7 separate regions of the Mus musculus genome follow, and regions 1, 2, 3, 4, 5 and 6 are each linked to region 7. Evidence: chromatin contacts called from public promoter capture Hi-C data. All regions are on one chromosome and are shown on one strand. Each heading gives the region's core, a stretch centred on a gene start, on an enhancer-like site or on the middle of the called end of the contact. The rest is flanking DNA. Distances are from core to core; before and after follow the strand shown.

What was found. Promoter capture Hi-C pulls out the DNA fragments that hold promoters and counts their contacts.
Region 1: a promoter capture Hi-C map of second pharyngeal arch cranial neural crest shows a contact between it and region 7. The contact joins the enhancer-like site here to the promoter of Tpp1 in region 7. A contact is called at or near these places in 10 of 39 promoter capture datasets (cranial neural crest, embryonic stem cells, frontonasal cranial neural crest and 6 more) and 2 of 115 datasets of contacts at active chromatin or transcription factors (astrocytes and stem cell-derived neural progenitor cells).
Region 2: a contact with region 7 is called in a promoter capture Hi-C map of liver, with 8 times the contacts expected there. The contact joins the promoter of Olfml1 here to the promoter of Tpp1 in region 7. A contact is called at or near these places in 11 of 39 promoter capture datasets (cranial neural crest, embryonic stem cells, frontonasal cranial neural crest and 7 more).
Region 3: a promoter capture Hi-C map of cranial neural crest shows a contact between it and region 7. The contact joins the enhancer-like site here to the promoter of Tpp1 in region 7. A contact is called at or near these places in 8 of 39 promoter capture datasets (cranial neural crest, frontonasal cranial neural crest, hippocampal neurons and 5 more).
Region 4: a promoter capture Hi-C map of the C10 cell line shows a contact between it and region 7, with 4 times the contacts expected there. The contact joins the promoter of Trim34a here to the promoter of Tpp1 in region 7. A contact is called at or near these places in 6 of 39 promoter capture datasets (the C10 cell line, cranial neural crest, liver and 2 more) and 1 of 9 other capture datasets (adipose tissue).
Region 5: a promoter capture Hi-C map of second pharyngeal arch cranial neural crest shows a contact between it and region 7. The contact joins the enhancer-like site here to the promoter of Tpp1 in region 7. A contact is called at or near these places in 7 of 39 promoter capture datasets (cranial neural crest, frontonasal cranial neural crest, hippocampal neurons and 4 more).
Region 6: a promoter capture Hi-C map of pre-B cells shows a contact between it and region 7, with 8 times the contacts expected there. The contact joins the promoter of Ppfibp2 here to the promoter of Tpp1 in region 7. A contact is called at or near these places in 6 of 39 promoter capture datasets (cranial neural crest, frontonasal cranial neural crest, hematopoietic stem and progenitor cells and 3 more) and 1 of 115 datasets of contacts at active chromatin or transcription factors (embryonic stem cells).

The regions. Positions count from the first base shown.
Region 1 is chr7:107,706,369-107,710,105 of GRCm38.p6, reverse strand. It overlaps Ppfibp2 (PTPRF interacting protein, binding protein 2 (liprin beta 2)), which reads right to left. Exons shown (of 25, transcript NM_008905.2): 7 at 1,234-1,326. Among named protein-coding and RNA genes, the nearest start is that of Cyb5r2, 50 kb to the left of the region's middle. Within about 2 kb of position 1,420, at least 168 of the 459 cell types and tissues checked have an H3K27ac peak or open chromatin away from gene starts, as enhancers often do. A contact at or near this core is called in hematopoietic stem and progenitor cells and second pharyngeal arch cranial neural crest, where this site is marked.
Region 2 is chr7:107,565,883-107,569,231 of GRCm38.p6, reverse strand. It overlaps Olfml1 (olfactomedin-like 1), which reads right to left and starts at 1,799. Exons shown (of 3, transcript NM_172907.3): 1 at 1,338-1,799. The coding sequence starts at 1,466.
Region 3 is chr7:107,673,806-107,677,332 of GRCm38.p6, reverse strand. All of the region lies in intron 3 of Ppfibp2 (PTPRF interacting protein, binding protein 2 (liprin beta 2)), which reads right to left. Among named protein-coding and RNA genes, the nearest start is that of Ppfibp2, 81 kb to the right of the region's middle. Within about 2 kb of position 1,967, at least 5 of the 459 cell types and tissues checked have an H3K27ac peak or open chromatin away from gene starts, as enhancers often do.
Region 4 is chr7:104,242,903-104,246,307 of GRCm38.p6, reverse strand. Trim34a (tripartite motif-containing 34A) reads right to left here and starts at 1,851. Exons shown (of 8, transcript NM_030684.3): 1 at 1,716-1,851.
Region 5 is chr7:107,649,790-107,653,318 of GRCm38.p6, reverse strand. It overlaps Ppfibp2 (PTPRF interacting protein, binding protein 2 (liprin beta 2)), which reads right to left. Exons shown (of 25, transcript NM_008905.2): 3 at 87-301. Among named protein-coding and RNA genes, the nearest start is that of Ppfibp2, 57 kb to the right of the region's middle. Within about 2 kb of position 1,463, at least 6 of the 459 cell types and tissues checked have an H3K27ac peak or open chromatin away from gene starts, as enhancers often do. A contact at or near this core is called in second pharyngeal arch cranial neural crest, where this site is marked.
Region 6 is chr7:107,593,480-107,597,126 of GRCm38.p6, reverse strand. Ppfibp2 (PTPRF interacting protein, binding protein 2 (liprin beta 2)) reads right to left here and starts at 2,076. Exons shown (of 25, transcript NM_008905.2): 1 at 1,748-2,076.
Region 7 is chr7:105,749,858-105,753,562 of GRCm38.p6, reverse strand. Tpp1 (tripeptidyl peptidase I) reads left to right here and starts at 1,328. Exons shown (of 13, transcript NM_009906.6): 1 at 1,328-1,392; 2 at 1,510-1,581; 3 at 1,834-1,973; 4 at 3,233-3,383; 5 at 3,576-3,703. The coding sequence starts at 1,376. It overlaps Dchs1 (dachsous cadherin related 1), which reads left to right. Exons shown (of 21, transcript NM_001162943.1): 21 at 1-574. The coding sequence ends at 105.

The DNA of each region.
Region 1 (3,737 bases), core at 171-2,670, 2.0 Mb before region 7:
CTCCTAATGCCCAAGTGAAGCCCTTTGTTATTGAATCCTACTATCTGTCACTCCCCAGAAGGCACAGTCCGGTAATGTGACAGCCACACAATGCTAGTGAGCAGATCAGAGTGACCAGAACTTTGCTTCTGCTCCAACAGTCTCTTCTCTGTATTGGGAGATTCAGTGATCTTTTATTCATTTTGGAATTTATTATATATTTTTCAAACAACAGACTCCTGAGCTGACAAGATGGCTCAACAGACAAAAGCTCCTGCCTCCCCAACTTGACAACTCAAGGGGACCCACTTCCTAAGTCCCTGACCTCCACAGGTAGCCAGAGCACATGCTACCCAAACATCGGTGCTCCATCCATCCCACCCTCACACACTCTAAAAATAGCTTAACTAGTTTTAGTGCTATGTTTCCTATTGTTCACCTGACAACTAATTTAACATTTTTAAGACATAACACACAGACAAAAATATTTAAATCTTTTTTTTTCTATTTTTGTTTGTTTGTTTTGGTGTACTGTTGTTTTCTGGGACAGAAGCATGCTATTTAGCTCAGGCTGGCCTGGAACCCACTATGTAGTCTAAGATAGCCTCCAACTGCAAGTGACCCTCCTGATTCAATATGCTGTGGGTATGTTGGGATGACAAGTGCCCCAAGATACCTACCCAACTTAACACTACTTTTAACCCCTGCAGTTCAATGAGGAGAAACTTACAAGAAAGAAGAAAACAATATCCCACTAAAGAATTTCTTTTCGGTGTCCTTTATACAACAAGCTCCCCAATACAGTAAAAATGATTTGGTTGAATAAATAAAGCAAGCTTTATCGTTTGAGAAATGCATGATTATTATTATTTCTAGAAAACCAATAATGACAGGAACTGCTGAGTTTACACAGGTGTCTCCAGCAATCCCAACAGTCACACTCCCGAGTTCTGCTGTCACTCACCTGCCAGCCCACTCGCCCACTCTCCCAAGAACCTCCTTGGCTAAGTCAGGGACAGAAGGATGCTGCTGGGGAAGGAGGTAGGGCCGGGGAACCTCAGCGGCTCTCACTTCAGTTTCCCAGGCTCCTCATGAGGAACCTTTTTACAGCAGAACTGCACTACAGCCTAGGTGCCACTGTGTGGGGCTGGTTTGCACTTCCACACTTCTGTTGTAGGGAAGCCTGAGAGCGAAGCCCCTCCCAGCAGGGGCCCCACCCCTCACCCTCCTCGGGTGCCTCCTACTGCCGGTTACCTTGGTGGCCTTCAGCTCCCACTCATACTGGTTCCGCTCGTTCTCCAGCTCCTCCACCTTGATTTTGAGGTGCTTAAGCTCTTGCAGTAACTCCTGAAGAGAAGAGAGAGAATGTCAGAGCTGTGACAGATAAGGAGCAAGCAAGAAGGCTCCAAACTGGATAAGGCTCATGCAGAGGGGGCTGGGCCAGCAGCAACTGTCGACAGCTGTCTGGAGCCAGCAGGCTCCGTGTCTGCAGCTTTGTGCTTTAAACTGGTCTGGGATCCAGGAAAGGCTGTGTTGTGCCCGTTTAAAAATGAAGGCCAGGGAGTTTCAGACATGAGAGAGAAGAAACTGCAATGTACATATGTGTGCATTTGCATGTGCACATGTAGGCCAGAGGACAACCTTAGGTATATTATTTAGTTTTTTAATTTGTTTTTTCCTCTAGAACAGGTAGGTCTCTTGCTGGTTGGCCAGCAAGCCCCAGGCATCTGCGTGCCTCCACCCCACACTGCTAGGACTACATGTGGGACTGTGGGGTTAGGGGGCGAGGGGAGTTATTTTATTGTTGATGGTAGTGATGGTGGTAGTTTTGTTTGTTTGTTTGTTTTAAACATTTGTTATGGAGATAGAACTCAGGTCCTCATGCTCATCACTTTACCAAGCAAGCTACCTCCCAGGCTAAAACTCAATATTATCCTCTTATTCGTATATCCTGGCATCCCCTTCCTCTGACATCTGAACCTCCATGAGATGTGCCCAGCTCATATACAGGTGTCACAAGTAGACAGGTCAAGCTTGGGAGTGGAAGGTGCAGAGATGCTGACGTGGAGGCAGCTTCCCTGGTAGTGGAGAGAGGAGCAGGAAGCGAGAGAAGCATCTATTTCTCTGTGAGGAAGGTGGGGAGCCAGAGGAGGAAGTGGCAAGCCTCCGAGGCTTCACAGGCCGTAAGAATCAGAGAACAAACGCTGAGTGCCAACCGCAGATGCCAGCATGAGCGTCCTGTTCTGACGAGGAGGTTAAACTAGAGAAACAGGAAGGCATGCAGAGAGGAATCCAGTAGAGGCAGAAAGTGAGACTGCCCACTGAGGTGGAACAGAGATTAGCTGTCACATGCACTGGAGATGAGACTGGGGAGCTCCGGGGTGGGAAGATCTACAGATGAGTGTTCACTATGGCATTGTGGATGGGAAGTCAGTGACGCTGCCTGACTGAGGAAGGGATGTGTAAATCACTTCTGCATACACATTTGTACAGGTGGTAAGCAGGGCAGGAATTTAAGCTCGCATCCTCTAACTCTGGGATCTCTGGTTGAAAACTCCCTCAAGAAAGGGGCAACACTCAGCAATGTTATCTTTGTTGGTTTGTTCTTCTTCTTTTTTTTTTTAAGATTTATTTATTATTTATATGTAAGTACACTATATCTGTCTTCAGACACACCAGTAGAGGGCGTCAGATGTCATTACAGATGGTTGTGAGCCACCATGTGGTTGTTGGGATTTGAACTCAGAACCTTCATAAGAACAGTCAGTGCTCTTAACCACTGAGCCATCTCTCCAGCCCTGTTGTTTGTTTGTTTGTTTGTTTTGTTTGTTTGTTTTTTGGTTTTTTTCCCTGAGGCAGAATCTCAAAGACTAGGCTGACCTGTAAACTCACTACACAGTACAAATCGGCCTCAAGCTTTCAAACCTGCTTCTACCTTCCAGACCCTGGGGATTACAACATGCACTGCCAATGTGACCTGCCAACACTGTTGTCTTGAACCAAACTTTACTTCGGTTCAGATAACAACTGCTTCCTATCCGAAGAACTGCCATAAAGGTCGTTAATTCTATTTGGGTCCAAGCTTTACCCATGTCACATCCACGAATGTTGTTATGTCTCATTTCCCTCCAAAAGTACCACCCAGAATGCAGTGAGTGTTGGTAACCTGAGTAGCTTCAAATAGTTGATCCTTTGTGCCCTAGGCCCTATGGAAAACCTCAGTGCTAAACTCCCAGAGGACCAATGGCATTAGCACACCCATCTGATCATGGCACTCCCTTGCTTCTCGGAGCTAACTCATGACCAGCCTGGCCTGGCCTGGCCTGCCCCGGATAAACTCTAATATGTCCACTGGAGAATTTTCAACTGCTTCCCAGCTTATAATTACCCCATTCTCTTTCTACCTGCCCACCATGTTAACTCCTGCCTACCCTTCAGCCTACCCAAGCAAAGACCTCCCCATCACATTAAAACGCTCTCTGGGACTCTTCAGGTGTTTCCTACAGATCTCCTGTAAGGTTTACCTAATGGATAGTTCTGTTCCCTTCTGTGAGGTCTGGGGAGCCTTTCTGAACCTCTTACCCAGCAGATCCTGGCACATAGCTGTTGATGAACAAACACCTGATACTCAAGTCATCATTTAACTGGCTTAGATGTCTTTGCATTCTGAGATAATCTACCATGAAGTGACACTCCTTCCACATGAATCTTATAAGATAATTTATTAAAAATGACTTACAGCTGAGGTAAGTATTTCT
Region 2 (3,349 bases), core at 550-3,049, 1.8 Mb before region 7:
AGGCAGTTTGTCTGCAGACACCCTCTGGCAGGACCACGGGGTAATGCACACGAGTTTAGCTGCTGCCAAAGCCCGAGCACAGTTTTGGCATTTTAGGCAGGTGAGGTTGGCAGCATGTCCAGGAAGGGAGCAAGAAGTGCTGTATGAGGCCCAGGGCCTGGGAGTGCCTTATCTACAGATTCCAGGCCTCCACCTGCTGGATGGACAGTATGAAAAACCACCTTTGGATTGTTCGTTCCATGCCCTTATTTTACTGAAACTATAGATAGATGGCCCCATCATTTGGGCTTACAGATTTTTTTTCAGGAAAATATAGAAAATAAATATTTGAGATAAGACAGTCATAGACAGAAGATGCATAATATGCCAATTCAACTTGCATAAGAGCAAAGCATTGCAAAGTAGAAGATTAAATTTATTCCTAAAAACCTGACTGGCCTATAAAAATATTGAATTTTGTTCACTTGTTGTTTTGCTTTGGTATAGAGTCCCACTTAGTCTAAACTGGCTTCAAACTTCCTGTTTAGCCAAAGATGACTCTGAAGCCCCTGATCCTCCTGCCTCCACTCCCTGAGTACTGCTGTTACAGCTGATATCATAAAACATACCTGGTTTCTGCAGTGATGAGCCTTGAACCCCAGGCTCCTGCACGCTAGGCTAGTTCTTACCAATTGAGTCATGTTCCCGACCCTGGGTTTTTGACTGTTCTAACAAAGTTCTACCTCAAATGCTCTCACTCTGTTTAACATTGCTGGGAAATCTCATTTCCAAACCCAAGTCCAGTTAGGAATAAAAAGCAAAAATCTATGGTGAGCCTCCATATGTAACACCACATTGTCTTATATTCACTTAACAGTTTATCATAAAAAGGAAAAGAGAAAAGCTGGAATCACTTAGCATCCCTATATAGTAAAAGATGAAGAAAACATGACTAGAGTTCTAATTCATACATTGAAGACTGAACTATTTGGTTTTGAATGTTCAACAACCTGAGAATTTACTCAGTGAGTTAGGCTATGTTCTGAGTATGGATTAATGACCCAAATAAAACATCCCTAATTTGAAATCTCTTTATTAAATCTGCAGAGTATCATTTGAACCTAAATTCTATCACTATGTCCATTTTATAGGTTAGAAAAACTGCCAGGGGAAAGTACAAGCGGCCTGCAATGGAGGTGGCATCTGAGCTGCTAGGCTATGCACATCTGTAAATGTCATCTTAGCAGTGATTCATTCTGTATCAGGAAGACATGCACCCTAGTTGACAGCAAAGTGGGGGCACAGCAGAGTGACTTCCAAGAGGCATACTCCCTGTGAAGGGAAGACAGGTCACCTACCTCGAGGACTTGGAAGCGCTGGTAGATGTAGTGTACCATGGCTGGGTCCTGGGCATGTTGTGGTGGGGGCAGAAATGCTGCAAGGAAGAGAACCAGGGAAGCAGAAGCTTCTTGAAGGGCCACCACCATCCTGCACACTTCCCAGGAACTCTGGTTCTCTAAAACGACTCAGGGGTCCGGGTGGTGATCTCTGGTTTTCTGTCTGCTGCTGTGGCAATTCCTTGGAAAACAACGCTTTGCATAGCCAGAGAGAACAAAGTCCGCTTGTTATTCTACCCGGTGCATGATCTCAGTTTCAAGCTGGTGATCAAGTCCAGCTGTTGGCAAGCCAGTCTCTGCAGGCCTTACGTGTTCACTTGGTTGCAGAGAGCTCCGGGGGTCCAGTGTCTGCTGCCCTCAGCTTGGCCATGCACAGACCCTCTCCAGGCTAATGGCTACTTACAGCTTCCAGGTTCAGAGTGTACGGGTTGGGGAAGGGGAGGGGAGGTCTTTTCTCCTCTCCCCTCCCCCAACTCTTTTACTTTTGGTTCCCTCCTCCTTAATAGACTGTGCAGTCCAATCGCAGGCCTAGCTCAACACAGGCCACCCCCCAAGGTCTCAGTGTTGGAATTTCAGTTCAGTTTCTGGCAGAAATTCCTAGGATCTTTTTCCAAGAAGTTCTGTTAGGAGACCCCACCTCTGTTTCTTGCATTCTCGTAGCTCTTAAAGGCATAGCAAGGAAATGTGAATGCTGATCTATGCCATCTCAGAAAAGTGTACAGGGCAGCATTGCTCTGTGGGCAGAGGGGTACAGTGGGCACAGGCCTGGCTACCCAGACCAACAGCTGAGAATTGTCAGGATTGAACTTAGAAGAAAAAAATTTTTTTCCTTTTTCTTTAGATTTATTTTTTAATTCATGTACACATGTATGCATGAAAATATGGGGCCCACAGTGGCCAGAACGTGGCCTCAGAGATTCCTGGGTCCAGAGTTACAATCTCTCTGATATGATTCCTGGGAACTGAACTCCAGTCCTCTGCAAGAGCAGCAGGTGCTTCTAACCACTGAGCCATCTCTCCTGGCCCAGAAGAAAATTTTTAGGATGAGAATGAATGATTGACACAGTGGTTTTTGGGACACTGAGTCATCAGGAAATGTAATCCCACTGTGAGAAAGTCCTCGAGTTTCCCATCATCAGTGTCAGAATTCCCATTAGCAGCAGCCTGGAAACCAGACCCTCAGGCCAGCTAAAGAGAAATCCCGTTGCTGGAGCAAAGCCATAAAACCTTCCATGTTTATGTTTCCTGTGCTAGTGCCTCCCCACCTTTACCTCTTTTTCCATAGGCAGGCCCAGGACCCCACCTCCATCTTCTGTTCTGTTTTATTTTGCATTGTTAATGAATCACTTTTTAAAATAGGGGAAATTGGAGCATTTATGGAATATGGAAAGAGCCCTGGTCGGGAGGTAGAAGACCTGAGTTTGCATTTGATCCATACACAAGTAGCTGAAATCTAAAATCTGAACATTTCTTATTGGTAGCTCTTGAATATCCTAGTTCTTAATAGATGTTCCTCTCTCCTCTTCTTTGATATGATTTTGGTCGCTAACTGGTTCTTCCCTATATCCTTGGTAATGTTCCAAGCACCATCTCCTTATTGTTAAGAACAATTGCTCTTGTTTCAGAGAACCATCTTTGAACTCCTTCCAAAACTGCCTGAACTTTAGCTAACTTCTCTTACATCCTTATTTAAAAACAAAACAAAACCAAAACCAAACTGCCTCGGACATCTGTGTCTTTCTTCCCACATATTAGTGCAGTCCTTAGTATCAGAGAAATCTCTCTCCCAAGAGATGGTGGTTAACACAGAAGCTCACAAGTGAGCAAACTACCAAGAAATCAATGACTGTAGCAAACTAAGCTACAAGTGGGACATGTATGTCACAGCCTTGCCCCAAGGCTCAAGTACCATCAGGAAAGAGGGAACAGGAAGATTATAAAAGCCAGATTTTGAAGAGGACTAGAGAAAAACA
Region 3 (3,527 bases), core at 718-3,217, 1.9 Mb before region 7:
TCTAGCCCCCATGGGCACCTATACTCATGCGGTGTACAAGTTTAGGTGCACACACTCATATATACACATAAAACAACATTTTTACAATCTTTAAAAAAAAACAAAAACAAAAACAGAACCTCAAATCTCTCAGAGGCAAGACAAAAAGGAGAGCCATCATTTCAACACCTTCCCTAAGCCTCGGGAGTCTTGGTCCAAAGTCCTTGGGAACAGGAGCAACACGCTTCTTCTCTTAAAGGTCATCTCATTTTCTATAGGATTGGCAACTACCACTGGGGCTGAACAAACACACACCTTGAGCCTAAGGGTGGGTTGTTTCCAAACACCAGTATGACAGGTTTCATGAAGATGCGGTGCCATAGATGCTGGTTTTTTTTTTTTTTTTTTTTAGATTTATTTATTTATTATATGTAAGTACACTGTAGCTGTCTTCAGACACACCAGAAGAGGGAGTTCGATCTTGTTACGGATGGTTGTGAGCCACCATGTGGTTGCTGGGATTTGAACTCTGGACCTTCGGAAGAGCAGTCGGGTGTTCTTACCCACTGAGCCATCTCACCAGCCCGGTGTTTTTCTTTTTGGCTGGGGATCTTGAGATGTATCCTGATAGTTGATCAGGCTCAGCTACTAGATGAACAGTCAAGGAATGGAGAAAAGCTTATGTGTGTCCAAAAAGGACATAACTGGCTATTAAGATTCCAGCAGGAGCAGTATCTGCATAAAGAGACATTTGGGTCTCTATATAAGAACACTGACCAAACAGGTTCCTGTTAAACCCCTCATATCTGTCCCTGGAGAGCTAAGATACTTACTCTTTTTTTCTTTTTTAAAGAATTACTTAACTTATTTACTTTTTATGTGTATGAATGTTCTTTCTGCACATATGTCAGTGTACCACATGTGTGTCTGGTGCCCTTACAGGTCAGAAGAGGGTGTCAAGGTCCCCGGGAACTGGAGTTACAGTCATGAGCTGCTAAGCAGGTTCTGAGAATAGAACCAAGGTCTGCATGAGTAAATGTTCTTAACCACTGAGCCACCTCTCCAGCTCTGACATGTTTACTCTGGATAAGTTCCTCCTGCCCAGAAAGCCTGAAGTTGAAGGCAAACAAAAAATAAAATGGCTTTTTACATCTTGTAGAACACTGCATTTTTAGTCAGCAATAAATCTATCAGGAGTACTTAGGTCTCCAAAAAGAAACCTTCCGTATTTGTAAAAACCTCAGACTATGCAACTTCGCCCTTGCTGTTTTGCTATGGAAAAGAAATGAAGAAAGCTTGGATTAATTACTCTTGGCTGAGGATCCTTCTCAACTCTGCTTTCATGGAATCATCACTTGTCCAATGTGGGCCAAGAGCATCACCTCTATTGAAGCCAGGAGTCATGAGTTATAAAGGAGCATGCAGAACAGAAAAGGAAGGGGAAGCACACAAACCAGGAAAGAAGAAAGGAGTCAATGAAAAGAGAGAAAGAGGAAAAGGGGGGGGGGGGAAGAGAGGGAGAGAGGCAGGGAGAAAGAGGAGAGGGGAGAGAGGGATGGAGGGAGAAACTAATCATCCAAACAACCAGGATGCTCTTCTCCCTGTCTATGTCTGAAAGCAGAGCCTTCCTGTTAGTCCATGCACTAGTTCAAACTGAGTTTCTGTTCTCTGTAACCAAAAGCCTTGCTAATGCATCTGTCTCACATGATCCCTGAAGTTTACTCTGAAAACAGACTTACAGGAAGGAATTCCTGCAATTTGCATATAATACTGAATTACAAAGGAATTCTGACTTCCCTTGCTAGATTTGCTTGCGCTGGTAATTTTTAAAACCAGGCAGTCAGTTCTAAAACCACTGTGGTTAAAACCAGGATTATCATAGGAAGAGCTGATGTGCGGCTCTGGGCGTGTCTATGTGAGATGTACTGGGATTAAAGGGGCAGTGAGTCTCCTTTGTGTGTAGAAAGGCTGGCTTTCTATCCACCACCTGTCTGCCTCCAGGAAGGTGAAGACAGAGATGAATACAAGAATAAACTGACCCAGAGGCATGTACTAGGGTGGGGTGGGATAAGAAAAACAGAAACTGAAGACCAGAAGATATGGGTGAAATGGGAGATGCACAATGATAGGTAAATAAGAATATAAGCCTACCTATTAAAAAGGCTATATTGAAAGAGCTTGCATGTCCTGCACAGCTGAACACATGGGCAGGTGTGGGAGCTCTGAGACTCAAAGCTGCAGGTTCTCTGGGCCCCACCCATCCACTGTCCAACTGAACTTCAAGGCAGAGGAACCCTAATATGCTACGGGGGCTTCCACATTCATTCTCAGAGTTCCTACTGCCCCCTCCTCAGCTGTCAAGAGGACAGACCAGGTAGTTTTAGGAGCCAGGCTGCCATCTCAAGCAAGTCACCTCATCTCAGATACCCAGTTCATTCAGTAATAATGTGATTGTCCACAGAGCAGTGAGGGCCACCTAGGTAGTCAGCATACATTAAAAAACGTGTGGGAATAAAAGTACAGAATGCACTTTTTAAAGCAGGAAGCTTTCCTAATTCCTCAGCATTATAAACAGCCCTTGAATGCGCAGAAGAATATGGAAATCATTTAAATGGCTTTGTCTAACTAAGCCCAGAGACCAAGGTTCAGTTAGAGGCTGTTAATTCCCACTCCTGAAAGTTTTAATTAAACCCCCCCCCCCCCGCCGCCTTTGTTCAAGAGAACAAGAGGCAGTATTTCTGATCAGAACATCTAAGAAGTGTCTATAAAGATCCGTACAAACAAGCCACAGGAACAATAACCAAATGTTTTCAGGCTGGAAAGGAACATAAGAAAGGCCCAAATGACCACCCAGAATGCACTGCAGGCCAAGGACTGGAGTCATGCCTCTGGCACACACAGCTGAAGACACGTTCACTTTTCCACTGCCCCGAGAAGGTGCCTGTGGTTTGGGTCAGATCTTCATGGCCACAATTTTTTCCTCTTAACAAACATCTGCTGTGCACTCTAAGCCCTTTGTGCTACATACATGTTTATAATAATACAGTAAGAGTTTCAGTAGTCAGCCGGGCGTGGTGGCGCACGCCTTTAATCCCAGCACTTGGGAGGCAGAGGCAGAGGCAGGCGGATTTCTGAGTTCGAGGCCAGCCTGGTCTACAGAGTGAGTTCCAGGACAGCCAGAACTACACAGAGAAACCCTGTCTCGAAAAACCAAAAAAAAAGAGTTTCAGTAGTCATAAAAGCTGAAATGTGAGGGGCTAGGGGATGGCTCAGAGGGTAAACTGAGCTCTCCATGAAAGTATGACGGCCTCGGTTCAAACCCCCAGGACTCATCTAAAAAGCCAGGCAATGCTGAGCACATGCCTACAACTCAAGGTCTGGGAAGCAGGAGTGAAGTGGAGACAGGAGAACTGTTGGACCTTGCTGGCCACCAGCCTAGCCAAAATCCCATGAGCTCCAGGTTCAGTGAGGGATATTACCTCAAAGGAGTAAGGTGGAGAACTGAGAGACAGCATGAGATCTAACAGTATCATCTTCTGGCCTCGAGG
Region 4 (3,405 bases), core at 602-3,101, 1.5 Mb after region 7:
CTCACATAGCCTCATCTCTGGATTCTTTCTCTGATGACAGCAAGAATCTGAAGGCATTAGGATGCAGTCTCTTCCTAGCCCTCTCTTTACCTTGGAGACCCCCCAGCCATATTCTCTCTGCAGCATCATTCAAGCCCACCCACCTCCTGTTCCTTTCTCTGCAGCTCCTCCGGAACATCTTCCTCTCAGATTTAAGGAAAGCCCACCTGTGTTAAAGCTTCAACTTCCTTATGATCCTACTGAAAAGCCAGGAGGTGGTGCCATATACCTTTATCCCCAGCAGTTGGGAGGCAGAAGCAGGCAAATCTCTAAGTTCAAGGCCAGTTGTGTCTACAAAGCTAGTTTCAGGACATCGAGGGCTACACAGAGAAACCCTGTTTCCAAAAACCAAAACCCAAAACAAAATAAGGTAAAAGAGATTATATTGAACTGTTTGCTTAGTCTGAAAACAAAAGCTGCATAGTTTATAAGCTACTTAGTTCTTCTTATTGTCATTCCTAGCTGGAGTATAAGCATGTCGATTTATTTCATATTAGATAAATATTGAATGGGTGCTTAGTATGCTTTTTTATGCCAAAACACGCTTTTTCCCATTGACATTTTTAATTAAAAGAGAGAGAGAGAGACACCTTAATTATCTTCTGTGTTTGGCCATGACTAAACTCTCTAGCATTGCAGTGCAGATTCAGAAAAAGGAGATGTGGTGAATTCTGAAAAGTGAAAGTACTGGACAATGGCGGGCAGGTGTTTAAACCATCTATGAAGATGCAAAATGCCCATATATTAGCCTAACATGGAAAATATTCAGGATCAATATCTTACCAAGAACACCTAGGCTCTGTCCAGAGCAATACCTAACTCTTGTTTACTATCTAAGCAAAAAAAAAAAAAAAAAGAACTGATATAACTTTTAGTGCAAAGATGCAAGCAAGAATGATCAATAAGGCCTAAGCCAGGTGAGGACACCAGGATCTCTTATGGCTACTGAGACAGAAACAAGCAGGTGGAGGGGTGAGGGGGTTGGGAAGGCACAAGCTTGCAGTCCCAGCTACTTTAAGAGGCTGAGGTAGGGTGATATTTGACCCCAGAACTCCAGGACCAACCTCAGTAAGGCGGTGAAACGGGCCTCAAAAATAAATAATAAATACGTATTTAAAAAAAAAATCTCTGTTTAAGTAAACATGGAATCCTAAGAGTGGCTCTTCAGAGGTACATATAGTTAGAAAGTGACACGGGGGCGGGTTTTCAAGTAAATCAAGGGCTCAGGATGTTAAGGTCACTGATAGCCCCTTTGGCTGCAAGGAGGGGAATAGAGGCTCCTCTTAGACTGAACCCCTGAAACTCTACAGTATCTTAGTAGGCAGAGGGGAGAGGAAACAAGGAGAAGGGAGAGAAGAGGAGGGGACGCGGGGGGTGGGGAGGGCTCCTGAGATTCCAGACCTGTTTACAAGGTGTATCACAGCAGCAGAGCAGAAGGAAACAGGAAGTGCTTGCCCCAGCAAAAGAAGGGGCTTCTCCAGAAAAAAAAAAAAAAAAAGACCTTCCTGCTCAATTTCAATTCGATTCCTCACGAACTCTTTTTCTCAACTTCAGATCACTGCGGTTTGTGATCTGTGAGCAAATAAGCCTCTCCTAAGCGTCACTGAAGTCTCTCCTTTTAGGGTCTCCCTCCCTCCACCCTGGACAAACTTTCGCACACACCTTTGGACCCTCACCTCCGACCTGGAAGGGGAGATCTTTCCTCCAGACAGAAGCGGTGAGGAAAAGCCAGGGACTGGTTTCAGCCAGCCAAACCAACCAGCAGCCCCTCCCTTTTTGACTGCAGAGAAAAGAAACTGAAACTCCAAACCAGCGGATACAGGAAAGAGGAGGAAACTTTTGAGTCCTAAGTATTGGCAAAACTCTAGGCCACCAATAGATGGCAATGCAGGGACTCTGGTGATCCAAGGCTAGAGGAGAAGTTTTCAGCAGCCAGGAAGAGCTTTTTGGTGGCCATAGCTAAGGGCTGTCACTTACATCAGGTGGTTAAAGACCATGTTAAGGGAAGATTTCACTCAGCAAGAAGGCAGCCACGAACTCAAAAGAAACACGAGAAACTTTTATTAACGTGTGAGCCGAAAATAAAACAAATGGCCCAGCAAGCTATACAGTTTCTTACAATCTTTTTCAGGCCAGACAGCAGCGGTATTTTTATCTAGTCACCATCTGAGGGTGGTCTCTGAGTTCCTTAATGTTTAAAGGTGTTCAGTTAGGGGAACAACAACCCAGGAATACATGGGAACACATTAAAAAAAAAAAAAAAAGCACGGTCTTTTGCTTAATTTGTGAATAACAATAACCCTTTGGTTATGAAAATAGAATCTGCAGCTTTGCACTGACCTTTGTCCACTTTGACCTTCTCAAGTGTCTCCATCCCCAATCCCTTCCAGGTTAGCACATTTACATTCCTTTTAGGCTCCACTCAACAGTTACCTAGCAACAGTCAGGTAGGTCTGGCTTGCTATAAAAGGGACTGTTTGGCCCCTCCTTGTTCTCTCTGAGCCCTTTCTCCTTCCCCCTGTCCCCTCTCCACATGTTCCCTGCTGGTAGTGCTCCTCTCTCTCTCTCTCTGTCTCTCTGTCTCTGTCTCTCTCTATCTCTGTCTCTCTCTCTGTCTCTCTCTCTCTCTGTCTCTCTCTGTCTCTCTCTCTCTGTCTCTCTGTCTCTCTCTCTTTCTCTCTTCTTACCCACCCCCCTCAAGAATTATCAAGTCTACCCAATAAACAAGAAAGGGAAACCATGCCTGCAGCAGGGAATGGTGCCAGTGAAGTTGTAAGGGTCCATAATTCAAAGAAGAATGACACCCAACTCAACTGGTATGCAAATGTAAAGATAGATTTCTGCAGAAGTCCAGCAAGCTGGGGTCTCCCATTACCAAGATAGAGACACCCAAGAGAGCTTGCTGGTCTGATTTAAGGCTCATTAGGGAATTCTGAGGTAGGGACCTCTATGTTAATCTATTGGGTCCATCTCTATGGACATTCTATTACCTGGGTGTGAGGGCAGGAAACTTGCTGGGGAGGTCTGGGAACTGTTACCAAGGTAGTAACTGAGGAAGTCTGGAAACTGCTGCCTACCCATTGGCCTTGCTTCAGGCCAGGTGGTTGGGACATTCCATTAACTGGGCTTGAAGGCTGGAGCCTAGGATTTTTTCTATTGGTAATTGACTTGCCTGGACTGGCTCAGTTCTTAGGCCTAGTCTCCTTAACTACCAATTTTAAGTCTGTCATGAAATCAGCCTAGCTTTCTCTCTCAAAGTCATAAATCTTAAAGGAAAACCTACAACCACGACTTTACTAAAACCAGCTCAATTCCTGAAACAATCCAAACTTTGTTTTTATATCCACAGATAAGTGTAGTCCTCAC
Region 5 (3,529 bases), core at 214-2,713, 1.9 Mb before region 7:
AGCCCTCAGCTCTGGCCACTGGTGGCATTCCACTGCTGCATCATTGCGAGTCCCACAATTCCTTATCAGACCATGGTCCAACTCACCAAGCTGTCCTCAAACCACTCCTTTATGTAGGTAGCTGTTGGGCCAGGGACCTGGCTCAGGAGGGCTTCTCTTTCCTGAGGAAGTGCCAACATCTCCAAGGCTAGTCTCAGGTCCTCAATGAGATGGAGCACAGGCATGGAGTTCAAGCAGGTGGATGGGGGAGACAGCCCAGGCTCACAGGTACCATCACTAAAATCTGCAGCTGTTTTAGTGCCTGGAACAGAAGAGAGGTGGAGACCTTGGTAAGACGAGAAGTTGTCATAGACAGTGAACTTCTCAACTGGAAGCTTACTCCTACCTCACCATGGGAACATGGCAGCAGCATCTTTATACTGACCTGCAATGGTAGGAAGAGAGGTCCATCAGAGCCAGCTAAAGCCCATTGAGCCTGGTATACAAAGGTCACACATGAATACAACTGATAAAACACAGACAGCCCTCACCAGTGACCAAAGTCAACGAGACCCACTTCTTCATCTTTTCAAATGTACTTATTTCCTTCTGAGTCAGTGTTACGCTGCACAGATGGCTACTCCAAACTCCTCCCATTCACTCATGGGATTAAGGGACTGTGCCAATGCTGGCTCTGGGGCTTAAGAGGACTGACAGCTCCTGCTCTTCCTCTTCAGGGCCAAACCACCTTGTAACAAAGGTCAGCTACCCTGTAGGAGACAGCCCCAACTGTCACTGGCCATCTCACTGCAGTGGCAGACTTGTGAGTGAAGCCATCGTAGGCCCTCCCAAATCCAAAGTAGCCATCCCAGGTCACATAACATGAGCCATCCCTATCGAACATTACCACACTCATGGAATTATAGGCAAAGGTTGACCTGAGTTAGTTGGGTTAGTTGGATACAGTAATGGACAGCTAAGTATACTATAAAAAATTTTTTAAAGGATTACTATACTCATTGTGGTGATGGATTATAGCAAAGTGGGATCATTCTGGATGCTCCAATGGGAGATTGCTATATTAAAACTGTAGTGGTTCTATGCATGTCCACAGCCCACCTCCCCATGATGGGCTGTGCAGACTCTGAGAGCAGAGTCTATGCCAGGCATAGTTAAGTTCCCAGCATCCAGTAAATACTGCATTGCAAATCGTTCAAATGACTACACAATACTCAAGGGAACAGCTACAGAGAACAAAGTAAGTGCCCAGATTCCCTCAGAGATCTGGGATGTGGGGTCAGTTCCTTCTAATTTAGTATGTCTAAAATAGGACTGGTTTTTGTCTTGCTACACCCTATCATTCAACTACAGAAAAGCCCAAACTGACCTCACACAGTCTAACAAAGGATGTCTGTGCTTTCAGCAATTAGAGATAATTTGTAAAATGTAGTTTAAAGGATCCTGTTTGAAGGCATTTGGATTATTAAGGCCAATAGGGTAAAACACCTACAGTTAGGACTGCCCTGGAAAATGAGAGCTGGTGGGTCACTATGGCCATCTAATTTCTGGTCCCTTTAACTTTTAGAAGCCAAAATCATCCTTGCCAAGCAGTTTGGGAAGGAAAAAATCCATACAGAAGGAAACAATTACCACAGAATCTGATTGCCAGTTTGCCTTCTGAAAATGTATGACAGAGGGAATTATGGGTCACAATCCACAAACAAGTCAGGCTCTGGGAAGCTAGAAGACAGAGCAAGGACCCATGTCCTGGTACGTGCTCAGCACTTTCCTACAGATCCAGTTTAGAGCTGACTAGGAACAGCACAAGCCAAACCTCAGGGGAGAAAATGGTTAGAAACTCAGCAAGCCCTCCAATCTCCACACAATTGCTCAGCAATCATTACCCTGCAATACACACCCCTTCTGTTTTTAAAGTGTGTGTGCGCACACAGGTCAGTGTGGACAACACGCATGCCATGGGACAAGTGCAGCATCAGGGCAATCTGGGGATGCTGGTGTTCTTCCTTCCACTCAGTCCCGGGGATTGAGCTCAGGACATGAGTGTGCACAGCAAGTGTTCTCCCTACCAAGCCATCCTGTAGGCCACACACTCTAACTGCAAAGACTTTTATACAGGGAACTAGACAATGAGTTGGGCTGAGAGAGACTGAAAATATAGAGGTTTTTACTAACTTTATGTGATGGTGTGGTCTTGGATATTTTATACCACATACATAAGTAAAATTTTAGAGACATGGATTATATATAAATATTAAAGTGTAAGTATAAAGGTACAGATGAAAATTGGATTAGATTAAGATTTGGTAAGCACAATGGTAACTGAGCAAAATATAACAAAGCGCTGCACACTGACTATATAAAATTAACTTCTGCTACATTAAAAAAAAAAACAAGACTGAAGGCACCACGCATAACAATTATAACAGAAGTAGATGCTTCCTAAAGAGACATCTTATGAATCAGTTAAAAAATTATCTGAATTCACTTCTCCCACACAAAACAGGCATACAGTTTTACACAGATAATTCTGGGACAGCTACACAAAACACAAATAGGAAATTAAAATATAGTAATAAAATGTTTTCTGGATAGTTCATAAAACATTTAAGAATGGTAATTCAGTTTTCACTAATAAAATTAATGACGTTGGAAATGCAATGATCATTGTTGACAAGCAGATAGTGTGAACACTCAGAACCTGTTCAGAGACGCACAAATTAGCCCAATTCTTTGTAATAAGCAATTTGGCAAGATACTGTAAAACTATTCATACCTTTTTAATAACAAATTTCAATTTTACAAATCTAATCTAAGAAAATATAATCAGATGTGCATCAAAGATTCCTACATAATAATGATCTCAGCGGTGTGCTAATTCTGAAAAAGGAAAGGTACAAACCACCAACTAAGTGAGAATTTAAATTACTTCTAGAATATTCAAAAGTATAATTCATATAGGTATACATAAAAGAAACGGCTGTCCAGAGAACCAGAAACATGGAGCCATATACTGATTTGTAAAATATTGATTAAGGGGGTGAAGAGCTAACACTGGCGGCTGTCACAGTGAACCCGGTTCAATTCCCAACGCTCACACTGACCATCTATTAACTCCGGTCGGTCCCAAAGGACCTGATGCCCTCTCCTGGCCTCCATGGGCGCAGCATACATGTGGCACACAGACATACAAGCAGGCAAAACACTATACATATGTACATATGGATATCTAAACATATATATGTGTTGTATGTTATATATGTATATATGGGGGGGTAACTTTTAATAATGGCAATCACTGTTAGAAGTGAGAGCTTGAAACTTGGCTTAGTTTGCACAGGTACTCCAGGTTGAAACATGTTTTGTAAATCCATACTGGATATTAGACAACATCAGCATAAGAGATTTCAAGTGTGTATGTGTGTGTCTGTGGTATTCATGTATGCGTACATGTGTTCAAGTGTGCTGCTATGCTGTCCACATCATTTTTTTTTTTTTTGAGCTCATGGCTTCACCAGCCAGTGAGTTCTGG
Region 6 (3,647 bases), core at 827-3,326, 1.8 Mb before region 7:
GATACAAACAAGAAAGAAATAGGTTAGAAATACAGAATGCCAGACTTCACCCCTGACCCACAGTGTCAAAAATCTACTTTTGAAGATCATCTCTTGATTCTCAAGCTTGTGTCTGAAGCACAGGGCTCTAAAATGTCAGCTGACCTTTCTCTCCACAAATGTTTACTAGATTTCTGTCAGGCTGGGGGTTGGGCAGGTCAAAGTTCAAGGACTCTAACTTTGATAAGCTCAGCAGACCACAGTCAGTCTCTGCTTAATATCCCATACATTGAAGTCTGTGGCCTTGGGCCAGCTGGGACCATTGGTTTTGTTGTTATTTTGTTCTGTCTACCAATCAGGCCAGGAACCAAGAAGGACCAGTAGCCATTTCTTATAGACTGAGTTTGCCTTATAGACCTCTCCATGGCCCAGGTCACCGCTAACATCTTCCTGTGACATCCCTCATATAGATTGATCCTTCTTAAAACCTACCCAGATTTTCCTTATTCTGGTGAAAAAAAACAAACAAACCCCTAGAATTTCTGTAAGTTTGTTCCAACCTTCATCTGTCTTTATCTCTTACATGTATCTCTTATGTTATCCATCCACTTAGCATATCTGCCTTAGTTACCAAAACACAGACAATAGTAGCAATAAACTAAAATCGGCACATCATCAAACCTCAGAGTGATACCACTAATATATTATGTGAGGGCTGAGTGTTGTTGCTCAGTGGTAGAGCACTTGCCTAGCTAAGCATTCACAAGGGTCTAAATGAGATCACCAGTTCCCATCACCATCAGCCTTAAATAAAATCCCAAATGAAAATAACAACAAAAGACTTAACAATATTCCACTTCAAAGTCACGTAAATATGCATACAAACGGGCTGGTGAAGAAAGAAATAATTTCTAATCAGATAACATGTTTAGTATACCAATAGTAATCTAAGACTGAAGATTAATTAGGTCTGTAATTGACTTCCTTCCTGTAGTTGAGCATTTACCTTAACAAAATACTCGGTAATCTAATAAACACTACAGTCTACAATATAATCAATTAAGGACCAAGAGAAATGAACACAGGCAGAAATAAAACCAAAATATGAAGAGGAAGACTGATCTATATCAAATATCTCAGTGCTCTAAGAAAGAGCTGAATGCCTATTTGAATCCTACCGGAACCTTGGAAGTTCTAGTTTTTAAACATATAATAACCTTATTTTGATCGGAGGGAAAAGTATGGGTCTGGCGTCAGGATGGAAGGAGGGAAGAGGACCCACTTTTAAAAACAGAAGCATCCCCACACCCTAATCCTGCCTTGAGCCTTTGGGAAGTGTGTTGCATTTAGCAATTAGTGCACAGAACTGCTCCTGGCCAAAGCGCTCTGGACCAAAGGTCTATGGAACAAACCCACCTAGGTATCTCCAGTTGATGCCACTGCTGCCCTCACGGGACTCAAGGCTTGGGTCAAAATCGCCCGGAACTCTGAGATATCGGAACACCCCGGTATCCTGGGGACCACTCTGCCACCTGTAGAAGCGCGGGGCAGGTGGCACATCCAGAGCGAGGTCGGGTAGAAAACTCAAGCAAATCCAGGGGAGTTGCTCCCTTTTCTCAGTCTCCCAGACAAATAAGTGGGTCCCCAAGTCTTGAAAACGTTCGAAGGTCTAAAAGACCACAGACGCCCAACTACCCATGTAGTTCTTGGATCTGGGGGTACTCAGTTCCCGGGATAGCGGTGAGCCGAGGCAGGGAGACCCACTGACCTGGATGCCAGAGTGCAGCTTCTCTCTCGGAGGCTCAGGTATGCAGGTCGCTCCTGTGTCCCTCACACTTTCCAACATAAGAGCGGAGAACCCAGTGACAGGCCACTGGCCCAAGGACCAACTGCCAACCAAGTGGCAGACCCGCCAGCACCGACCCGGTTCGGCACCCACGTGACGGAGGCGGGGATCCCAGAGAGGCTGGTCCCGGAGTGTGGCTCTCTGGCTGCTGGGACCTTCCCCCTAGGAACCGCCCCTCTGCCACCCCTCCTCCTTCTCCCGCACCGCAGTGGCCCGCGAGGACCCAAGAGCCACAGTTCCAGTTCCACAGGGACTTGCCTGGTCAGCCCCGCCCCCAGGCAGAGCTCCCGTGCTGGCTCAAACCCCGCCCCTCCCGGGAGACCACGCCCCTCTCTGGGTCCAGCCCACTGCTTGCACCTAGGACTCTTGCACTCTTCCGGCCGCAGAAAGGACCCTAGGCATTTTCCTTGTGTCCCACTGTGCTCAGGTCTCCAGAGTTTTTGTAATCTGTCAGCAGGACGAGGAAAGCGTGCGGAGAATTGCAGAAAGGAGCACCGAAGCGCAAGCGTACACACACACACACACACACACACACACACACAGCGGGCCTTGTGTAACCCCATTGAGATTAAGGGTAGTCTAAGACCTGTATCATTCCCAATCAGCCCAGACCAACCCCAATTTGGGTTCCATGTCACTCTTAGATCTGTCTAACTCAACCTCCGCCGCCGCTCCCCCCGCCTTTCCTGAAGGTCCCTCTAGTGGTTAAAGCTCTGGTGTTCTGTCTTGTGAATAGCTGAAGACAGAACACTTCCTGTGCCCTGCAAGGTCAGGTACAAGTATGCAAAACAAACAAACAAAAAAAACCTGGAGACCGAATCCCAGCACCTACCTCGAGCGTGCATAAGGCCCTGGGTTTTACCACAGCTGCTTGCCCTACCCGGGCCTCCAAGGGCCGGTTGCTCATTTTATCTGCTTAGAATCTCCAGGGCCTCAGATGGCAGGGATACAGGGACTCTGGCAGGAGTCTCTACTAAGCTGGACTCCAGTTGCTTACACCTGGAGTGTTGACAGACACGACTCGTCTTTTTTTTTTTTTTTTTTTTTTCAAAATTAGTCTAAAATTACTGGTATGACCAGAGGCTTGCACACATGAACAGAAGATCATAAATACTGTGGCAAACAGGTGTGTGAGCACTGCGGGGACATGGCCAGCAGCAGAGCAAAGGCAAAGCCAGTAGAGGAAGATTGGGGCCCCAGACTTGTGTCACAGCAGGACACCCTTCGGTTCTTTCACTTCCTTAAAATAGCGGGTGAGAGGCTTTTGGAAACAGAGCCTGCGCAGTTCATATAAGTTCAAGTGTGGGCAGTTCCAAATCCCACTGGTAGCTTGGGGCCACGGGGGCAGTTTCTTCCCCCAGGCCCCCAGAAACTGCAGCATTTTCTCAGAACTATACAATTATTTTGTAAAATGTTTTATGAACTTGGCTTTCTCAAGCTTCTGTGCAGTTTGGGAAGGAGCTTTAAAAGTACAGACGCCGGGCGTGGTGGTGCACGCCTTTGATCCCAGCACTCGGGAGGCAGAGGCAGGTGGATTTTTGAGTTCAAGGCCAGCCTGGTCTACAGTGTGAGTTCCAGGACAGCCAGTGCTACACAGAAAAACCCTGTCTCGAAAAAAAAAAAAAAAAAAAAAAAAAAAAAAACAACCAAAAAACAAAAAAAAAAGTACAGACGCTCTCCTCCCATCTCCAGAGGGTCTGATCTCTTGGCGTTGGAGAGGATAACCTGCATATTCGGAATTTGAAAAGCTCCCCAGGTGATTCCAATGTGCAGCAATATAATAAATAACCATTTCTGTGGGTCATGGAGACACCATCAATCT
Region 7 (3,705 bases), core at 79-2,578:
TCTCCCGTTGTCTCACCATTCGGGGTAGCCCAGGGCCCCTCAGCTTCAGCACTCAGTACAGAGTCTGGCCTGGAGCCTCCGGATGACACAGAGCTGCGCATCTAGCTGTGGCCCTAACTGGGCCCCGACCTGGGACACGTCCAGTGTCCCCAAAGCAGGCCCCATTCTCAGCCTGCCCTGGGCAGCCTCGGACCATGACTGACTATGGGGAGGCCACCACCAGTCCCCTGCTCTCCACCTTAAACTCTTATAGCTGGGACAGGTCCCACATTTCTCTGCAGTTCCTTCAGCACTAGGACCACAGAGGGCCTGTTGGTCATGACCTGTGGCCAGATCCAGTGTGGAGAGAAATAAGAATGAGGCAACAGCCTTGGGTTCTCTTCAGCCAAGACTTCCTGCCCTGCACCAGCGCCCTGCGATGGAGCTGAGACTTTATTTATTGGGGGTTAGGGGGATGGGGAGGTCCCTCCAATCTGGGCCCAGCTCTTTTGGGTTCTTCTGACATCCCTGCCCCTGCCCAGAACAAGTGCCAATTCTCACTCTGGAGCCTTAATAAACTGCAGTTTGTATCCAGCCTCTGGCTCTGTTCTGTCAGGGTAACCAGAAGTCACTGGCGTAGCACTGTGGATACCTGGCACAGTAGCCAAGGAGGCCCAGAGGGAGGGCGGACAACAGGACATGTAGGAGTAGGGTTGGCACTGAGAGCTCAGAAGCCTAGCCTTGGGATCTCTGCTGCTTTCCCCTCTAACATGGTCAGGACTTGAACTGCAGTGGTTTCCTGCAGAGACTGACAGAGTAGGAAGCAGTCTAGGGTCCTAAGCCTGAGGGTCTGGAATAAGATATGGTGATTATTAAGAGTAGGTAAGTGAAGAAATCCCCAACCCCCCCCCCCCACACACACACACCTTGGAAACATGAAATGTCCACATTCATAAGAGCTCACATTAGTTGAGTCTGCCAGGTCAGTCTTGGCTCCATAGGCTTGCTTTATTGCAATGTCCACTTTTACTCCCAAGTATGAGGCACATTTCTTTTACGTAACAGTCACTGAATTTTAAGTGAAGAAACCTAGGCTCTGAGAGCTTGTTTTTCTAATATTGTACGGCCAGGAGCAGCCCATACCTATGGGGCTTCAGAGCCCACTCCTTTATGATTCCTTTAGAGACAGACAGACTTGGGCAGCAGGTGAAGAGGAGCCCTGGGCTTAGATGCTCAACACAGCATAGAATTCTAATAGCAGCCCCAGCATTCAGAACAGCTCATTTGGGAGGGAGGAGTCAGCAACGTCACTAGTTACTAGGCAGGGAGATGGGGGAGGTGCCAGACCATGCTCATGTGACTTATCACATGACTACAGATCAGCCTGAAAGCCAAAATGGGACTCCAAGCCCGGTGAGAAACTGAGGTGGGGAGGGTAGCTAAGGGGGATTACATTAGAGGGATTACATGTTGTAGAAGGAGTACAATGAGGGTTCGGCTCCTGATGAAACCCACCTGCTGTCCCTGCAGCCTCCTAGGGCTCCTTGCTCTCGTCATCGCCGGCAAATGCACTTACAACCCTGAGCCGGACCAGCGGTGGATGTGAGTTGATTTAGTACTACAGGTGCCTGTCTCTGCAGACGCTTGGTCCTAGCTTTCCTCATCCTCAACTGCTCCTAGTACCCACTCTGTAGCCTTATTCGACACCCCCTCGGCTTAATCTCTGGTCATTTATCTCCTATGATCCTTATCTGCATCTAGGATTCGACCCAAAGTCTCAGTTCTTAATCCCAAACTTTCCATGATCTGGATTTCTCGTTATGGCCTAATCAAATCATGTCCCTGACCCTGTAGGCTGCCTCCAGGCTGGGTGTCCCTGGGCCGCGTGGATCCCGAGGAAGAGCTGAGTCTCACTTTTGCGCTGAAACAGCGGAACCTGGAAAGACTCTCGGAGCTGGTGCAGGCTGTGTCGGATCCTAGCTCTCCTCAATATGGTGCCTATCAGTTGGGGCAGGAAGTGGGAGGCAGGACCAGGCAGGCACTGGCTGGTGCAGATCATGTAGGGCCATGTTTCTGGTATGACAGACAAATGACAATAACTGCCATATTCATACACACACACACACACACACACACACACACACACACACACCAAAATTTCCACCTGAGTTCTTCAGTCTTAAAACTAAGAACAAATCTAAGCCTAGTAGCATGAGGTAATAATCCTAGCTACTTGGACTAAAACAGGACGATTTTGAATCCAAGGCATGCCTGGGCAGTGTAGCAATATTGTCAACATTAAAACCAATTTTTTTTAGAGGCCTAGCTAGCTCATTGATAGGGTGGGTGCTTACGGAGCATATGAAAAACCCTAGGTTCAAGTGCCAGGAAGATGGTGGGTGTGGGGTAGCTAGCTGTGTTTAAGAACACATGATTCATAATCAGATCTAGATTGAAATGTTCACTTACCCTACCAGCTCTCAAATGGAGGACTAGCACTTAGTGTGTGTGCATGATCAAGTCATGGACCTTACCCCACTCTCATAGCCACTGCCACACCCTCCTCTGTTGCTAGTTCAAGTCCTAAATTGTCTTTGGATTAATCCACTCTGGCCATTCCTCTTGCTACCAACTCAGTTGTTTATTCTCTTTCTGGATTACTGCCCAGTACCCGGACTGGTTTGAAGCTTCCTCTCCTTCACCCCACTCCCCAGAACAGTCCCTTCTCTATTCTAGAGTATTCTCTATGGTGCTCAGGCTGGAGTGAATCCTTCCCCTGCTTAAAGTCCTGTATGGTGAGGCAAGGGTGTGTGTGTGTGTGTGTGTGTGTAGAATGGAGGCGAGAGGAGGGGGGGGCATCCTTAGAGCACCCAAGAAGCTCCTCATATGCAGGAAAGAATGACTCACCGTTATGTTGTTTAAAATCAACAAGGATGAAGAGCTGAGCTAAATTAGAAGGTTCTGTATAACTGGCTCCAAAAGTTTGGGGAAATCTTTTTGAAGATAAGCTTAAAATGGGATATTGAAAGTTTACTAACGTCCTTGAGTTTTTGTGACCATGGTAACACATGCTGTGCATTTTTCCTGGCCATGACGTTTCATGTCTCTCGAGCCTTTTCTTCCCTTTGACTCTCACTATGCCTAGCCCTACACAGTCCTCCTCGGGAAGTTTTGATGTCCTCTGATTGAGGTCCAGACAGACAACCCAGGAAAGCCTCAAATGAGGACGAGAGCCTCTTCTGAATCCCTGCAGGAAAGTACCTAACCCTGGAGGATGTAGCTGAGCTGGTTCAACCATCACCCCTGACCCTCCTCACTGTCCAAAAGTGGCTCTCAGCAGCTGGAGCCCGGAACTGCGATTCAGTGACCACCCAGGACTTTCTGACTTGCTGGCTGAGTGTCCGGTGAGAAGTAATGATTTCCCCATAGAATCCATTGTCCCTACAAGGAGACAAAATACCCCAATTGGGGGAGTTTAAAGCGTGCTGGGAGCCTGTGGGTATAGGTAATGCATACGGAAATGATGGCAGGCTGCTAAGTGGGGCTCAGGCCAACTCTTCTACTCCTTCCCATGGTTTCTGTTTTCTTACTTCCAGACAGGCTGAGCTGCTGCTCCCAGGAGCTGAGTTTCATCGCTATGTAGGGGGACCTACAAAGACCCATGTTATAAGGTCCCCACATCCCTACCAGCTTCCCCAGGCCTTGGCCCCTCATGTGGATTTTGGT